Linked DNA regions of Mus musculus: region 1 is linked to region 2. The links are chromatin contacts, called in public HiChIP or PLAC-seq maps. All regions are on one chromosome and are shown on one strand. The core of a region is the stretch at or near the end of the contact, and the rest is flanking DNA. Distances in the headings are between cores, read along the strand shown. Region 1 holds the start of Wfdc10 (WAP four-disulfide core domain 10). Region 2 has its middle 18 kb from the start of Matn4.

Region 1 (3,393 bases), core at 691-3,190, 230 kb after region 2:
GTAAAGAAACTGGATAGGGAAGGTGTTTATAAAAGCTAAATGGCCCTCTAGCAAACAAGGAAGGAAACAGAGGGATCAACCCTACAGTCGGGATCTTGCCACAGAATCGTTGCTTGGTGGATGGAGAAATGTGTTCACCAAATGCCTGAGAGAAGGACAGTAGGAGCTGGAGAGGTGACACAGGGGTAAGAGAGACTGCTGGGCAAACGTGGGACCTGAGTTCAGATTCCAGCACTCACATTTAAAAAAAACCCTAGCAGTGCCACATAGACCTGTAGCCCCAGTGTTAAAGGCAGATGGGAAAAGGGAGCATTAGCCACATAGGCAGGATGAAAAATGGCAATCTCCAAGTTCAGTGAAAGACTCTATCTCAAGGGGATGAGGTAGGGAGTGACAGAGAAGGGTACCCAATGTCCTCTTCTGTTACACACACACACACACACACACACACACAGATACACACACACAGATACACACACATACAGATACACACACACACACAGATACACACACACACACACACACACACAAAGAGGTCTAGCACTCTCAAAGAGCAGACTCCTCTCAACTTGGCCTACAGGATTACAGGTGTGTGTGTGTGTGTGTGTGTGTGTGTGTGTGTGTGTGTACACTGGTGCTCTGCACAGTATATGCTAAGACTGCACACACTTGGCCAAGGAGGACGAACCGTACAAAGACAGAGCTCGGGGTTTGGAAGCCCCAGTGTGACAGTGTGGGAACACACTGAGGGGAAACTGATGAGGAGGAAAATGGTACCTGCTGTGGTTTGTAGTCTGTTCCCCAAAGGTTCCTGTGCTGGAGCCGTGGTCCCCAGAGTAACAATAGTAAGAGGGATATAACCTTTAAGAGGTGGGGCCAAGCCGGAGATATGTAGGTCCTCTGGTATGCAGAGATGGGGGTGTGGGGCATGAAGGTGGGCATATTGGGGACTGAGAATTCAGAGGCAGTGGGTGGAGAAGGTTGAGAACGGATAGGATCAATACACATTATACACAGGTATGAGGTTGTCAGAGGATAAAGAAAAGATATTTTAAAAAGCCAGGAACAAAATTTCAGAGTCTTTACGGTGCTGCGGATGGATCTGGATGTGCAGACTGTAACCATCTCCTGGGCACTCCTCAATCCCTGCTCATCCCTTCCTTGCCTGCTGCCCACAGCCCCACCTTGCTCAGCCTTGAGCATCTTGCAGAACATCGTGAATTAGGACATACATGATGGTGTGTGTGTGACATAAGTGAAATCACTGACGGAAAGGCATCTTGGGAGACGGTTACAGGATTAAATAAAAAGGGCAGAAGATGGGTCTGAGCCAAAACGAGACTCTGTGTGGCGTGCCCGGGGAAACTGAGATAATAGCGAACCAGGATCGAGGCTGGAAAGGCGGCTCGGTGGTAATGAGCACCTGCTATTCTCGCAGAGGACGGGGGTTCAGTTCCCAACTGTGGATAATGCTAGTTCCAGGGGATCTGATGTCCTGGTGTCACGTGTGGCGAGCACGCGCGCGCGCGCACACACACACACACACAGACACACACAGAGTAAATCTTTTTAAAAATGAGTCTATTTTATGGACACTAGAGGTAAACATCAGAATTCCTCACCAACCCTAAGACTCACAGCTTCAGCTCCAGACAGCCCGGCAGGACCCTGAGAGCCTTCTGTTTCTACCAACAATCCCGGCTCTGGCTCACAGACATTTGCCTCCAGGTCAGCTTTATCTGCAAACACTTTACTCAATCTCCTGAGCCCTAAACTATATATATCGTGAGGAAATTATGTTAGCGCGAAGAGGGGGCTGAAAGAGATCTCGTTTATGAGAAAAGCCACAGAGAAAAAGGGCAAGGGGCAAGAAAAGGGGAAGAAACAGGACGGCTACTGCTCTGCCCTGATTTGGCCAGCAGAGGCAGTAGAGAGGCCCCGTCCTGCTGTGGGAAAGTCTGCCATCCAGACTAGATCTGAGCTCACCGCCTGGGTCGCAGTTATGCTGTCCAGGAATCTGCTGCTCTTCCTTGGTGTGCTGTTGCTGCTTTCCCTAGCCGACGGAGGGGTCCAGCGAAGGCAGAGATATGAAGGTAGGTGGTTGGATGAGTAGGGTTTGTGGGTAGCTGGCAAGGAGCAACTGAGAACAGACCCAGAAGGGATACGACTGCATACTCTGCTCCGCAGTACTGTCCTGACTCTGGGTGACCACGGCCCCTCAGCTATGGTTCCGGACACAGTGATAAGGTGCACAGTGAACGTGCGATTCTCACCCTTTGTTCCAAAGATTCAGAAACAAACGGTGATGGAAGGGGCCCCATGGTTGAAAATCCAGGGGGCAAACTTTCGTACTTGGGAGGGCTTAAACTCTCAGAGGTGTTCAGTGGGGAAGAGGGGTGTAGAAATGGGCATAGGTGCAGAAACCAAAACATTGATCATGAAAGAGGTAGGGATGGAGTTGCCACCTGGGGTGGGGGGTGGGGGTGGGTAAAAAGTAAATGATGAAGAGGACAGAACACTTCACTAGACAGCAAGACAGCAGAGGAAACAGAGAGGCTGGAGGCCGATTTGTTAGCCTCACGGACCCTGAGAATTCTAAGGAGCTGAAAGGGTCCGTGAACTACCTCCGGTTTCTATGAGCCGGGTAAGAATACACATTTCACAGAGATGGCGCCATTGCGGCTCTTTCTACTAGGAGAGATTGGTCGTGGGTGTAGGTATGAGGAAGAGGAAGAGGGGACCCAGACACGAATAGCTATAGGGAGGTGGTGAGATTATCACGGGGCATGAGATTTAAAACACAACTGATCAGCAGGACTGAGCACAAACAGAAAAGTTGCCTGGGAAAATGCAGGCACAGCGGGAGTGTTCAGCACACTGCTGGAACTTTAAGCTCAAGAGGGATTCTCTCCAGGCAGCCACTCTGCTCACCTACCTGACCGTCCCCCTTTTTGTAGCACCAGTTCACACTGAGATCAAGGAGTGTGAGGGGAAGCCCAAACGGTATCTGTGCAGCCGCCATTGTGAAGCCCACCAAGACTGCCAAGCAAATAACATCTGCTGCTCCGCTGCATGTGGCAATGTTTGCGTGAACCTGTTGGATAAAGACGTATGGGAGATGCCTGTCACCCCTCCCTCTGACTATGTCTACCCAGAGAGTGGGTCCCCGCCCAGCTTTGAAGGAGATATGATTCTGCCTGGAATTACCTTGTCATCTCTCACCACTGCTGTTACTAAATAAACAAGCACCTGCCTCCTTCATATACACTCTTAATAATCACTGATGCCCAGTGCGCTCCTCTCGGGCCCAGTTCCCACCCCCACCCCTTGTTGGTAATTTGTCTCTAGTTTGTCCTGTTGTCTTGTGCACCCACTCCAATTCCAGGAGGCTCC
Region 2 (3,272 bases), core at 674-3,173:
GTATGTCCCAGAGGAGGGAAGAACTCTACGGCCATCTTCCTCAATGCATCATAGCGAACACTGACAGGAAATTCTGGGTTGGTGCATAAGCTTTTCCATGTCTCTGTAATAAACAGTCTGGTGGAGGAGTGTACTGGCTAGTTTTGTGTCAACTTGACACAAGCTGGAGTTATCACAGAGAAAGGAGCCTCCCTTGAGGAAATGCCTCCATGAGATCCAGCTGTAAGGCATTTTCTCAATTAGTCAAGGGTGGGAGGGCCTGTTGTGGGTGGTGCCATCCCTGGGCTGGTAGTCTTGGGTTCTATAAGAAAGCAAGCTGAGCAAGCCAGGGGAAGCAAGCCAGTAAGGAACATCCCTCCATGGCCTCTGCATCAGCTCCTGCTTCCTGACCTGATTGAGTGCCAGTGACTTCCTTTGGTGATCAACAGCAATGTGGAAAGTGTAAGCTGAATAAACCCCAACTTGCCTCCCCAACTTGCTTCTTGGTCATGATGTTTGTGCAGGAATAGAAGCCCTGACTAAGACAAGGCCTTGGTCAGTGCTCCAAAGGTTTCTGGAGTTTGGCAGATCATGGGGTAAGAGTGGATCAATACAATAATCCTGTTCACTTCTCAGAAATGACATCAGTGTTCGCCTGCCAGACAACCCCAGTGTCGGATTGACAGGTGACAAAGTGTACAGTCACAACCTGTGGGATGGTTTCTATTTTGATTTGGATATGAAGTGCCCACCTCACCGAGGCTTGCTTGCCAAGAGTTCGGGGGAAATGACTGGATTAATGCCTTCGTTGATGGATCTATAATATAGCGTCCTTCGGAGGTGGTGCACGGGAGAGGTGCGGCCTAGTTTGAGAAAGGAGGTTACTACAGGTGTGCCCTAAAAATTAGTTACGCTTGTCCCCAATTCCTTGTCTCTCCCTGCTTACTGCATACCATGAGGTAACTTTGCCCCAACACGCCTTTGTGCCGTGTTTTTGTTTCATCCAGGGCCCAGAAACACAGAGTCAGATAAGGACAGATTGCCTCAAGTCAAAATATATCCCCATGCCTTTCTCTCAGATGTTTGGTCAGTCAGGAAATATGACTAGCAGAGCTTCCAGTCAGCCTTGCCTCTCCTAACATTCCTGCCTTTGTGCTGTTTTCTGTGGTAGTCAACAGGACAGACCTGTATTCCTGACTGACTGATGTTATGCAGGGGAAAGTGTGTGGCTTCCAAAGCTAAAACCTAAAAGGCCCTGTAGCTTCTACCTGGCTCTCTCGGATCACTGACTCTGGGAAGCCAGGTCACGTCACGAGGACACACATTTCTACGTTAATCCGTGAGGTGAGCAACTGAGACCTCCTGCCAGACAGCTAGAGCCAAGTTTCCAGACCTGTGAACGCACTCTCTCAGTTGGAAATAGAGCCTCCTGCCCAGTCAGCCCTCCAGATGTCTATAACGTAGCCCATAACTGGATGACGACTGTGTAATACTGCATGAGACACCTCTGCTGCTCCTGTGTTTGTGACACATGGGAACCATGAGAGATGTTTGTCATTGTAAGGCCCTAAATTTAAGGACAATGTTTCCATAGGAAGAGCTAACCAACATTTTTGACGCTAATATCTTACCCAAAGAAGTGCCACTTGGCACACAGTCAACCTCTGGCCTTCCCCACTGCAGACTATGGGAAAGGAAGGCAACAGCCGATGGCGTCTGAAGTCTAAATGCAGGTATCATTAAAGTCCTTACACGGTGGACATCCTGTGCCCACTCCATCCCGGAGCCATGAGCTACACGTAGCTGTTGAGCAACTCCATTTTTACATGTTAAAGAGCCATGGTGGCTGGTGGCTGCTGTGCAAACTGAGCAGGTCTAGCCCATTCAGAGTTCACGCTACAGGAAAAGCGGTGAACTACGAGAGCCAGAAACTCACCCAAGGGACTCGAGGAAACAGAACTTAGGGTCCCTAGAGAGATATGAGACCAGGTGCTGTGAAGGCCGACCACCCCCACAGTGAAGGGACTGTGAGCAATGGAAACCCTCTGATAGGCCCTCACTATGTGGATTCAAATCCTACCTCCGCCACTGGTGAACGATCGATTTGGACACGTTCTTTTAACCTTTCAGATGAAGTTTGTCCCATTTCTAACGACTGTTTCCTGCAGCTGTGCTAACAGGCCCAACCATGAAACACCAAGTTCCTGGCTGGTGTAGTTAAGTCCTCTGGCTGCTTCTTCCCATGGGGCCACATGGTGCCAAACCCAAGTCACCAAGGTCAACGGGCCACAAATCGAGGCTCCACTCTGCAAAGATAAGCTGAGGACAGGTGGGATCCTTGGCAACAGGCCCTTTACTGCTTATGAGACTCTCAAGTGTGACAACTATAGCACAGCCCACAGAGACCAGGCAGGTGACACGGAAATAGGCAGGAACTGTGTCACGAAAGAGCCAGTCTGGGGCCTTGTTTCCTCTCAGCCATGTCTGGTTATAGTACAGTCTTGACAGCTGGCAAAGTCGATTTGTCTTCCAGCTCTAAGGCTTTTATGAGAAGTACTACGATTTCTACACACAGGGACTCAACTGAGGGTTATTTTTTCCTATTTTGATTTATTAAGTAGCGTGTGTGTCCACGTGTGTCCAAGTGTGTGTGGCCCCCACGGTTCACTTGTGGCAGTCGGAGTGTGACGTCAGCAGCTGCTTCTCTCCCGTTGTGTCCAGGACTTACACTGGAGGCCTCAGGCTGGCGTGACAAGTGCTCTTAAGACTCTGAGCCATCCCAAAGGCCCGAGGGACTCTGTGGCCTGTGTTTGTTTTTAAACCTAGTGTTGCTTAATTAAAATGGGGAGAGACAGGATGTGCTGCCCAGAGCAACGGGCACATTTTCTGGCATCTCTCCTACCTCCAAAGCCCTACTGCTGTCTCGTGTCTGTGCCCGTGTCTGGCACCCCAAAAGGTCTCCCTCTGGCTTCATTGAGTTCAAGGGATACAGAATGAATGGCTTGTAAAAAAAACCCTTTAAAATGGGCTGGAGTGAAGCCTCAGTGGTTAAGAGCACTGGCTGCTCCTCATGGAGGACCTGCATTCAATTCCCAGCAACCACATGGTGGCTCATAACCATCAGTAATGGGGTCTGACGCCCTCTTCTGGCACGCAGGTGTACATGCAGGTAGAATACTCATACACATAAAATAAAAATAAAGCTTAAAAAGAAACCCAAAATCTTATAATGGCATCGGGTGTGATGGCACACCTCTTTAATCGAGGTAGAGGCAGGTCAGCCTCTTGAGTTC

Evidence for each region. HiChIP or PLAC-seq counts read pairs in DNA pulled down with a chosen protein or histone mark.
Region 1: an H3K27ac HiChIP or PLAC-seq map of large pre-B cells shows a contact between it and region 2, with 2.2 times the contacts expected there. The contact joins the promoter of Wfdc10 here to the enhancer-like site in region 2. A contact is called at or near these places in 4 of 39 promoter capture datasets (HPC-7-derived erythroid cells, cranial neural crest, frontonasal cranial neural crest and 1 more), 1 of 15 datasets of contacts at CTCF or cohesin (large pre-B cells), 1 of 484 Hi-C or Micro-C datasets (the HL-1 cell line), 3 of 115 datasets of contacts at active chromatin or transcription factors (embryonic stem cells and large pre-B cells) and 1 of 9 other capture datasets (embryonic stem cells).

What each region holds. Positions count from the first base shown.
Region 1 is chr2:164,654,106-164,657,498 of GRCm38.p6, forward strand. It overlaps Wfdc10 (WAP four-disulfide core domain 10), which reads left to right and starts at 1,941. Exons shown (of 2, transcript NM_001039501.2): 1 at 1,941-2,093; 2 at 2,958-3,263. The coding sequence starts at 2,003. The coding sequence ends at 3,241. Wfdc9 (WAP four-disulfide core domain 9) reads right to left here and starts at 861. Exons shown (of 4, transcript NM_001160414.1): 1 at 778-861.
Region 2 is chr2:164,420,883-164,424,154 of GRCm38.p6, forward strand. No RefSeq gene overlaps it. Among named protein-coding and RNA genes, the nearest start is that of Matn4, 18 kb to the left of the region's middle. Within about 2 kb of position 1,924, at least 70 of the 459 cell types and tissues checked have an H3K27ac peak or open chromatin away from gene starts, as enhancers often do.